Linked DNA regions of Zea mays: region 2 is linked to region 1. The links are chromatin contacts, called in public Hi-C maps. All regions are on one chromosome and are shown on one strand. Each heading gives the region's core, a stretch centred on a gene start, on an enhancer-like site or on the middle of the called end of the contact. The rest is flanking DNA. Distances are from core to core; before and after follow the strand shown.

Region 1 (5,476 bases), core at 1,540-4,039:
ATAATGAAAGGTATCAGTGCATCACAGATGCTAACTATGGCATCCTGAGGTCATCATGTCATAGGTTCCACCCAGAAGAGATGTATGATGATGTATAAATATCATGGAATAGAAAAAAAGAAAACAACACATAACATTACCAAGTGACACTGCAATTGCAAAAGTAAATCAAAAGCTAAAACAAACTGCGTGCTAATGGTTATTCAACCACATGGCATTGCCGCATGCAATATATCATCATAGTGACTCATAGCAAATTAGCAATGTAGCATCAAGGCATGTTCGCCAAAAATCTATTGACCAAAAAAAAGAAAAGAATGAGCAGTACAAACTTTTTGACATGTTAGGATGTTAATAGGCTAGTTAACCTTGCAACAATAACAGGACATACAAACCAAAAGGAATAGAGGCACCAAAATTTCAAAAAAAAAAAAAACTCGAGATGATTGAAATGTACCACACAGTTCAAGATTAGCATTTCAATGCCAAGAAAGTACCTTGCATCAGGAACAGGCTGAGTGTGCACTTCCTGTTGAGCTTCAGTCAAACGGGTCGATAAACTTTCATTATTTGGTTCTGTTCTCGTTTCTGGGACTGGCACTTCTGCTCGTGTGACAAGAACATTTGGCCGATTTGAAAATTGCACACCAGCAGACTATGGAGGCAAGATAAATGATAGCTTCAGCTATATATCATAATAAACACTGCAAGAACCAAAAACAGCTACTTTCTATTGTAAGCTAACAACAAAATAATATGTTCAAGAGAAGGAATGTGCTGCAGATATTGGAGCCATAGAAGTGGTTAAGGAATAAATCTTGCAACCACCAAGCAAACAACAGCACCACAGAAGTATGTACAACATTTTTATGAGTCTTCACATATTTATAAATAAATTGACAAACAATTTGCACATGTGTTTCAGTTGAGCAGGAAAAAAACATCTAGTAAAAGGAATAAATGCACCAACAGTTAAACATAGCGCTACCAAAATTCTCAACACAAATACATGGGAATAAACAAAGGGAATCAAGGAAAATTCTCAGCTGCAAATATGATACCTACCACCAACTCATAGTATGCCTCATAGTACTGAGGGAACCTTGCTTTAGCTCCACCAAGGGATGTTTGTGTTGCATCTAACAGAAGAAATATTTTTTCTCGAACTGGTAAATCCGTCTGCAACCAAGATAGTGTGTTACGTCAAGACCAATTGGTGAAGTTCCAAATGAGAACAGGTTTCACAATTGCCATAATAAATTCAGTGAAAAATAAGTTACCTTTTTCTTCACTATCTTCACAAGTATTGGAAGAAGGCCATTATCAATGACCTGCCTATGGACAGGCTCTCCGCAATTATTCAGAAGCATCTCCAATAGCTGAATCAAATAGAAGTGAATCTGAATCAAGACTATAGCTTAACCATAAAAACACATTCGCACATTATGTAATGTGAGCTAATTAATTTAAAAACATATGAGAAATGATAGGCCATTTAGGTACAGTGACATCAGGACCAAGACCTAAAATAAGAGTTTAAAAAAATCAAGACATAAATAAAGCAAAGAATCATCCCAGCAGACAAGAAAACGTGTGAAGTACTTCCATGCCCCCTTTTACATCAAATGAGCAGTAAACATTAGCAAGAGTGGCTCTTTTTTCCTTCGTCGACTTTTCCATTGTGGGTGGCTGCGTGAGCAAAAAGTACAGGTCGCCATTCCTTCTTTACATGTCTATGATCCATGATCAAATAAAGAACAAATATGTTCCTGTGTCTATCATAGTCATCTAGATAACTATAGCGCGCCAGTTGAATAGTTGATGGTGGAATCAGGATCCAGGAGGGCTGCTTCTGTGAAAACAACTCACCATAACAGCAAAGAGTTGAGTGGTCTTGCTCCTGCTCCCTATACACTTCTTTACAGACTTGATCACATCCTTCGCTTTCCTGGTGGCAGTGACAGGAAACAGAAAATCAACACATCATTCAAGTGAACAAAAAAAAACCCACCCTTTTCCAAATGGCAACCCACGAGCCACGACTTATGTGCAACAAGAAAAAAAATCATAGCCAACTGGCAACGAGAAACTGATATCGCTCCCAGATCGATTCTCCGGAAAGAAATCGTGACGGTAAGGGCGAATTCATCGTCACAGGCTTCAGCCAGCAAAAGTTGCAATGCTACTCGGTAACCAATGGTTCCGAAAGGGAAAAAAAACAGGAGGGGGGATGGCAAGCATACCCAGGATCCTGCGCCACGAGCTCGCAGATTTCGATGTTCTTTGCCCAATCCATCTCCTTGAGCTTGTCGCTCGTCGCCGCTTTCACCATTTCCGCAGCCATATTGTCCCCCGCGCCTCCTTCACACTGTTACGCCTTCCTCTCACTCTCGAGCAAATCCAGGCCGGCCCCGGTATTCCGCAGCCGCAAGGCGAGGAAAAGGGCGAGAAGAAATCCCCCGTCTCCTGAAACGAAGCCACTCCGAGCGTAAAGATCGCGCCTTCGAGCATAAGCCCGCAGCCTGCGAGTAAGAAGAAGAAGAAAAAAAAGAGGCATTCTGCCCGGGCCGAAAGAACCAGAGGAAGAAGAGGGAGATGCAATCTGGGGCTGAGGAGATGGCGTCGACGGGGAGCAGAAGGGGAGGGAAGCGGTAGCGCGCACCAACCTAGATCGGCAGGAGGTTACGCGCTGCTAGTGGATTTTGGCTGGCGACGGCGACTGCGACGGCCATGGCGCCGGCAAACGCGCGGTGATCCCAGCCGGGGGCGAACGCGGGCGAGGGCTCGAGGAGGGGGCAGTCTGGAAGCGAGTAGGGATTAAGGAAAGGACATGTCTTGTCTTTTTGTTTGCAGATTACACCCTGAACATTTCTGGTGTGGGCTTGTCGGTACCAATTGACCTGCCGGTAAAAAGAATCGAGTCCGAGCTCGGTCCATCCATTCACCGGCGCCTGCAGCAGGGAGGCTGGGGATGGAAAAGTTGACCGACGACCATCTGGAACCGCTCCATTACCGAAGTATATGGAAAAAGCACAGGGTCCTATGCGCAAAACAACGCGGGGCAACCAAAAAAAAGGCGAGCGGGGCAGGCAGCACAGCAGAGGAGAAAGGAGGGAGGAGGGGAGCGGCGTGTGCGTTCCGCTCACCGCTGGGCCCCACCAGGTCCACGCCGCCCGACACGGCGTGTACCCTCCACGTGGGGCCGACCGACGCGTCCGGTGGGTGGTGGTGTGGGGTTGGGGTGGAGGGCCCTGGGCCCAGCGGCGAGTGGCCCGCGGGGGCGGCACGTGGGTTGGCCTGGCCCGGCGCCGCGCTAGTGCTAGCCTGGGCGCGACTGCTTTTGGCGGCGTGCGCGGACACGCGGGTTTGGGACGCTGGCTGGTGGGGGCCCGGCGCGCGTGAGCCCACGTGGAAGTGATGTGTGGTTAGGAGTCGTGTGAATTGTGAGGTTTTCAGTGGCACTAGGAGGAGTCGTCTCTAAATTGAGTCGTTGACGTTGCTACTACCAGTTCCAGATTGGATTGGTAGTGAAGAAAACACATGTACGACCGGCTAGCCGAGCCACTTTAGTCCACCATTAGTCAAGTCATGCTAGTACTTGTTTGACACTTGTCGGTGTAGATTGTATTGCTCGATGCTGCAAGATCTGTGTGAAATGGATTAGTACCGAGAAAACAAGAAAGAAAGAGAGCTGTCAGTAAGATTGTCACTTCATGGCTTGCCAGATGATAACAGCCAGCCTGATATGCAGTGATACTAGCGGCAGCAGAGCACTACTGACGATGATCACCGGCCAATGGTAAAAAAGACTGACTCCAGACAGACACTGAGACGGTTGTGTAGTACTGTCAGTAAAATCACCTGACATCAACAATGACAGGCCATGGAATTGGAGTACTTGTCAGGTATGCTGGTTCATTAAGGAGGTCAGAATGGTGCAGCAACCTTTCTCTGCCCGAGGAATTAATGCTACGGTATCATCATCATCATATGTAAACAGGTGATGCCGTGGTCAAAAAATATATTTCATTGCGTCTTCTATATATCGATCTATCTCCAACCTTTTTGTTTATTAAATGATGTAAATAACGAGCTGAGAACCAATATGTAACGTCGATTTACAATTTTAAACCCCAAATTCATTTTATGGGCCTCAAACAATGCGGCTTTCGGCCCAGCACCAACTCTGGCATGAGGGCCGTCGTTACCGTGGGCCCAGAAGTTTCAGGCTGCCCCCTTCGGCTCACCGCTCACGGCCGCAGCAAGTCGTTTCTGCCTTTTTCTAAACTACTAGTCGATCAAAAAAATTTCAAGATTTTTTATTGATTGTCTCCATTCTCTGTATAATATATTTTTTGATTTGGCTAACTGATGTTATTGTTTACTTCATACAAATATGTCTTGGTACAACACGGCCAATGAAGTGAACGATTAGAAGAGAGTTCACAACGATTGACTGAATGAGCAGAGATTATAAAATGATATAATTCCATCATATAGAGGCCAAATAAGAGAAAGTTTGTGAGATCATGTTTATTAAATAAGTCTCATGAAGTCAAACTTATAAAAAAGATAGATCAAAATATGGAGTGATTGCTAAAGTCAGGCATCAACAAAAACTGGACGTGCTCCATATAAATTACGCTACTTCGTAGAAATTACTAACGTTTAAAACCAACAAATAACCTTTCATTTTGCTGTTAGTGTGACAAATCATTGCTGTTCCATCCAATTCAGCAACCTCAAACACCATGTAGTCCATTGCACCAATGTGGTCTCAGAAACGACCTAATGCTTGCAAGAGCAAAGAACGTCGTGCCATGATTGGGCTGTAGTATCGGCCCATAGTGCTGGCCCAACCCGGCACAATTATTTTTTTATTTTACAAAAAACGTATATACCTATATACAATTTATATTCATTATTAAAAACATCTTAGCATGATGTTCTACTGGCTAGACAGTTTCACCTATTGTCTCCCACCCTTCTTCCATCAGGGCATGGGTTCGAACCCCACCTCGTGCACCGGTTTTTAACATTTTATGATGATTTAATTAAATAGATCGATGGCCCTAACGGGCTAGCCCGACACAGTTAGCAGAGCAGCATGACATGCCTGTGCCATAGTTGTGGTTAACGTGCATCTAGCCCGTGTCGGGCGTCGTTACGCTGATTTAATTAAATAGATCGACGGGCTAACGGGATGGCCCGACACAATTAGCAGGCCGGCATGACGTGTCTGTGCTATAGTTGTGGCCCGCGTGCATCTAGTCCGTGTCGGGCGTCGTTTGGTGTTTATAAACGTGCGGCGGATTAATTTGAAATAGCTGTGAGGGGTTATTTGTAAAAAAATGACGCATGACGACCGTTGAAACTGGTGCTTTAAGTATAGTATAGAACTGCTAGAGGTGGCAGTAGGATCTAATTTTATACTCCGTATTATAAAATTTAATAATTAGATAGGATTTTATTTTTA
Region 2 (5,476 bases), core at 1,279-3,778, 250 kb after region 1:
TTTATACATTGGTGCTTTATTGAATGATCTCTATTTTGAAAAGCCGATGACTTACATCAGGTTTAGTTCATATGCTTTTGGTTCGTCAACCTTCACCAAAAGGCAGGGGGGCATATGTTGAAGGCTAAAATGAGCCTTGCGGACGGTCCGGCCCTGAGGCCGGACGGTCCGCGCGCGCAGAGTCAGTTAGGGTTCCTAGTTTCTCGCGGGATTTGTTGCCTAAAACCGCGGGATTAACTCGGGAAACAGTTGGAAACGGATCCAGACCTCCCCCTTTATATAGATGAAGGGCTACGGCCGATTGAACCCCCCATCAATCGAACAAATCAAGTCTATTTCTCGTTTTTACCTTACGCATTAGGAATAGTTCTAGTCTAGTTCTAGTTTAGCCTCTCAATCTCCAAATTCTCCGCCTCTCTTCGACTCTACGTCGATTAGAGGAGTCTAGGTCGGCCTGCCGAGCCTAGACAACACGTAGGATCTCTCCTCCCCGACGGGGTCCCTCCCGGGAGCGAGATCCAGGCGCCGCCGGCGACCTTCGCCACCCCCTGCGCACGCGCGGACCGTCCGGCCGTCAGGCAGGGAACCTTTGCCCCTGCTCCAGGTCGCGGACCGTCCGGTCCCTGGTCGCGGACCGTCCGCGCCTGTGCAGAGAGCACCGCCGCCGGTTCTTGTTGAGTGTTTGGCACCCGAAAAAGGTGTCAACAAAAAGATTAAAGAAATTAGTGCTCTAAAACTATTTTGTCTAATACATTATTGACAAAATTACTTAGATCACCAAAAACTTGGGTATTCAATGAATACCCATGACACCCACGTGGGCCTGCCCCTTCCCTGCACGTCCGTCCTCCATATCTTTTTTTGTTTTGTCCAAAAAAACTGCAATGTTTCTCTGTTGGCGTCGTTATAGTCGCCAATCACCACGAGTCCATGATGGATACCGGCGAAGGTGCTTTCTGCGGAGGAGGCGTGGACGGTCCGCGACCTGGTACAAAAGCTAGTGTTTCTGTCCGACGGGCCGGATAGTTTGTGCCTGATGGCAGAACGGTCCGGGCATGTGCAGAGGCGACGGATTTCACCAAGAGCACCTAGATCTCGCTCCCGAGAGGGACCCTGTCGGGAGGAGAGATCCTAGGGCTTGTCTTGGGATCCGCAGGCCACCCAAGACGTCTCTAAACGACATAGAATCTTATGGTGTGTTTGGTTTGTGGAGTCACTCTATGCTTCATGAGGTGATGCATCATAGGTTCATTCCATCAATTTTGGTGGAATCAACTCACTCCTCATTTATATACTAATTATTAGCTTATGAGGAATGAGATGATGATGGATCAACTCATTCTATTCCACAAACCAAATAAAAAAGTGATGAGTGAGAAGAAGATGGATTACTTCATTCCTCAAACCAAACACACTATTAGAGAGGTGAAGATTAGAGGATGAGATCTATGTTACTAAAGATATATTGATTGTTTGATTAATTGTTGGTTGTTTAATCGGTCGTACCTCTTCAAATATATAAGGGGAAGGTATAGACCCGTTCCTAAGCGTTTTTGTGGGATTAGAGGACTAAACACGTGAGCTAGAAGCTTTAACCGTCTGATTCGATCTATTCGTGGATCATCCGCGGCTATGGACCTCCGTCCATCTGTGCCCAGTGCTACAAATATTGATCAACAGTTTCAGATTTAGAACATTGTTTTTTGTTGAGTTACAAATTGCAATAACGAATGAATAATACCAGAAAGTGAGTTCACAAGCACAAAAGCTGAGAACCGAACCCATATTTCTCTGCGTCTATTTGACTGTCTGTCCGCGGCCGTTTTTGGGCTACATTTGTAGCGGGCCTCGTGGGCTGGCACGGAGGTGAAAGCGAGACCCGCGGGTCGGGGCTGAGTCCAATCCACAACATAATAATAGCACAGTAACGATGAGACAGCTGAAGATGAAGCGCTGACATGCATATGTTTTATGGCTGATTTTTAAATCTGCCACATTGACAATCACTCAACAACGTCCTCTATATTCATCTTCTATATCTGTCCTTTACAGTCTACTCTAAAAAATTTCATCCTCTATATCTCATTTCTCTCCAACAACGTCCTCTAAATCACGTCCTCTATACTCAAATACCCATATAAAAGATATTTTTTAATTTTATTTTTTATACATACGTATTTATCATACTCTCAAATGTATTATACATATTTTAGTTTTGCTAAACCGGTTATTTAAAGTAGTCAAATGGATAGAGGACCGTTTAGAGAAACTTTATATATAGAGAATCCAGCAGCGTCCTCTAAATTTAAAGAACCGTTTAAAGGACGTTGCTGGAGAGCGTAGAGGACCATTTGGTCCTCTATATTTAGGGTAGAGAACCCTTTAGGGGGCCTTGTTGGAGCCAGCCTCACCGTAAACATATACGGCCTGATTGGTTGTCCGCTTGGCCACGTCCAGGCTCGTCACGCGCGTTGACCGTGTGCATGCATATGATTGGTGGCCTGTACCGGCTGAGCGTAGTCTGCATGCACGAGTACAACCTAGTTATTTTCTACCACTTCCACCTGCACGCACAGAGATGCTAGGAGAGAGCTTCGCTGGTCACCCGTGCCGACGCGAGCCTGATTCCCACGAACACATCAACCAACCACGCGCATATCAACCACATGTTCACATATAGCTACTCGCTCCTAACTAGCTAGGTATGTCTGCAGATTCAAAGTTTGTTGGACGACCCCATCTTGGGACCAAGACCAAAATCAACAGGTACTGTAGTTGTAGCTACTGTAGGCAAAGGCAGGGCTCTCGATCACATTCTCATCATCATCCATCAGTTGAGCAGCTGAGCTGAGGCTGATGTATAATGGATGCGTTTTGCTCGTTAGTTAGCAGGAAGCCAAGTTGATGAGCAGGTAGCTGGTCTTTTGGTTTGCTAATCTATATCCATCACATGCACGACACACACTATCATGCATACCTCGAAAACCTACTTATAATCTGGAAAGGAGGGAATACTACTATCTAGCTATTCATCAGTGTTCAGTATGCATGTATTGAAGTATCATTATTCACTCTGCTGCAGTCCTGGCTAGGGCTAGCTGTAGCAGTACTAGTACTGTACTTGACCGCACCATCGAGCAGCCGTCCTCCTCACTTTTGACATGCATGGACGACACGATGTGGCCTCCTCTCTGCAAGCACCTGCGTGCGCTGCACTGAGGTGAAGAACACATGCTACTGCTGCATACATATGAGCAGTGCCTTTCATCTGCCTTTCAGGTATCTACCGGTTCAATGGACAAATATGCCATGCATGCCACCCAGAAAAGCTAGATCGTCAGGTTCCTGTGCAGATTAAACAAAGACTGACGATGAGCGTGCAATTAATAATGGTGAAGCTCTCTGTTCAGATTATTCAGAGGTTGCATGAGGATTGAGGAACATATATATGCAGCATGGTCCAGCTGATACATCATCAGTCGCTAGCGCTGATACTGCTGATAGAATGCAACCTTGTACGCACGCGAGCAGCGCAGGACAGGACACCGGGAAAGCGGGTGGTGTTAACTATGTTTTCTTTATGAGATGAGATGTATCATCTGCTGCTACTACTTAGCATGTGCCTGAAAAGCGTAATGGCAGAGGTATGTATGTATGTATGTATTCAGCCATGCCATGCGGACGCACGCAGGACGGGACGAGGAGGGAGACGATGCAATGCAAGCGGTGGCGAGTAGTGCTCTCAATCAAGAACAAGAAGGACCGAAGAAAGAAAGCTCTCCCCTCCCCTCTGCATGAATGCATGCATATACATGCGCTTTGCGCTCGCACTCCGATGCAAGAAGCTAGCTAGCTAGGGCGCCGGGTCAGGCATTCGATTCAGTGCCGGCCGCTGGACTGGGACTGGGACCCCCCCGCCGGCCCCTTTTCTTCCTGCAGGCTGCAGCCCAGCTCCAGCCTTCAATTCAATTCCACCACCGGCTTGCCTGCAGATGCAATCCTGTCTTGATTCCTGCTGCGGCAGTCCCTGACCTTCATCCCCACACATCGCTATCCTATACTCGGCTCGGAAATGCCACACCTTTTTCCAACTGCTTTGCTTTGCATTGCATTGCATTGCATTGCATTGTATTCTCTCTCTCTCTCCCTCCCTTTAATCAGATCCATCATCAGTCTTTACACATCTATCTACTAGCTAGTATCTCTCTCTCTCTCTCTGCATCCTCACTCACACACTCATCACTACTCATAGTGCAGCCGTGCAGGCAGGACTGCAGGGCATGTACTAGTACTGGTGCAGTAGTAGTGCTGCATATATATGCATGCATGCAATGCACTGCATGCTTATGAGACTGAAGAAGGCGCCTAAAGCCTAAAGGCCAGCTTATATTCACTACAACAGCAGCAGCAAGTACACTCGCGCCTTGGGACTCGCTACGGGCTGCATCAGCAGAGCAAAAGCCTCCGCCTGCTAAAAGCGCACTCTGCACTGCGCTGCGCTTCATGCATGCATGCTGGATCGATCGAGCTCGATCACTTGGACCACCGCGATGCTCGATCATGCTCTCCGGCCTGCAGCGGCCGCCCAGCATCGCAACAAGAAGAAGAACCTGCTTTCGCAGTTACCATGCATATTCATTTATTCCACCCCATCGAACGCGATCCATGATCCATGCATGGCCACCGTCTGATCTGAGCACCAACACAGCCCCCCCATGAATACCCATGCACCCCTACCTGTACCGGATCATCGCTCCGTGGCTTCCCATATTATTCTTCATTTCTAAACTGTATGTACTAGCTTTTACTATATACATCAATATATACCCTGGTATATGACTACATATAATATCACCACCACACCGGTTTTTTAATCACTAGCTAATGAAAGATTTTCCTAAGCACAAAAGGGTAAAAAGAAGCTTGCCATATATATAGATCTTGACATGTGTGTACTCTAAAACAGCTTGAGAAAAACTAACCCTTCAGCAATAAAAAAGGCTACTTTAAAGAATATGCTTATCACTCGCTGCTAGGAATAGGAACAAACGAACTAAAGGGACCGGAGCTAGCGATCGAGTACACAATTCCTTTTCTTTTTTTTTTTACTTGATTAATTTGAAAACCCGAAAGGCGCCTTTTGGGTATGTAGGCCGGCAGGAGCCTTGGCAGCATGGACCAAATAAATGTGTATGCGCTGCTCCTAGCTAGAGAGAACATGCTATCTTCTTGGCAAGTCTCTGTCTCTGATCTCTCCATGCGTGATGGCCTTACCTCATCCCATCGTATTTCTGCAGATCGATCGACTAGTTATATTCAGCACTAGGAGTACTATATATACTATATGCATTTTTTTTGTTACTTGCTTGTCCACATACACAATGATCCTTGCATACTTTGCTTTCTAGGCGGCCTCCATTATATTGCATATATCATCATCATCATCCTCATGTGTGGGTGCACATTATATTATTTC

Evidence for each region. A called contact is a pair of places that touch in the nucleus more often than the background predicts.
Region 2: a contact with region 1 is called in a Hi-C map of ear, with 3 times the contacts expected there. The contact joins the enhancer-like site here to the promoter of LOC100282912 in region 1. A contact is called at or near these places in 2 of 25 Hi-C or Micro-C datasets (ear and leaf).

What each region holds. Positions count from the first base shown.
Region 1 is chr6:7,633,596-7,639,071 of Zm-B73-REFERENCE-NAM-5.0, reverse strand. LOC100282912 reads right to left here and starts at 2,789. Exons shown (of 10, transcript NM_001155818.1): 1 at 2,667-2,789; 2 at 2,244-2,466; 3 at 1,870-1,948; 4 at 1,281-1,379; 5 at 1,066-1,179; 6 at 498-655. The coding sequence starts at 2,344.
Region 2 is chr6:7,381,078-7,386,553 of Zm-B73-REFERENCE-NAM-5.0, reverse strand. No RefSeq gene overlaps it. Among protein-coding and RNA genes, the nearest start is that of LOC100382671, 20 kb to the right of the region's middle. Within about 2 kb of position 2,528, at least 11 of the 20 cell types and tissues checked have an H3K27ac peak or open chromatin away from gene starts, as enhancers often do. A contact at or near this core is called in ear and leaf, where this site is marked.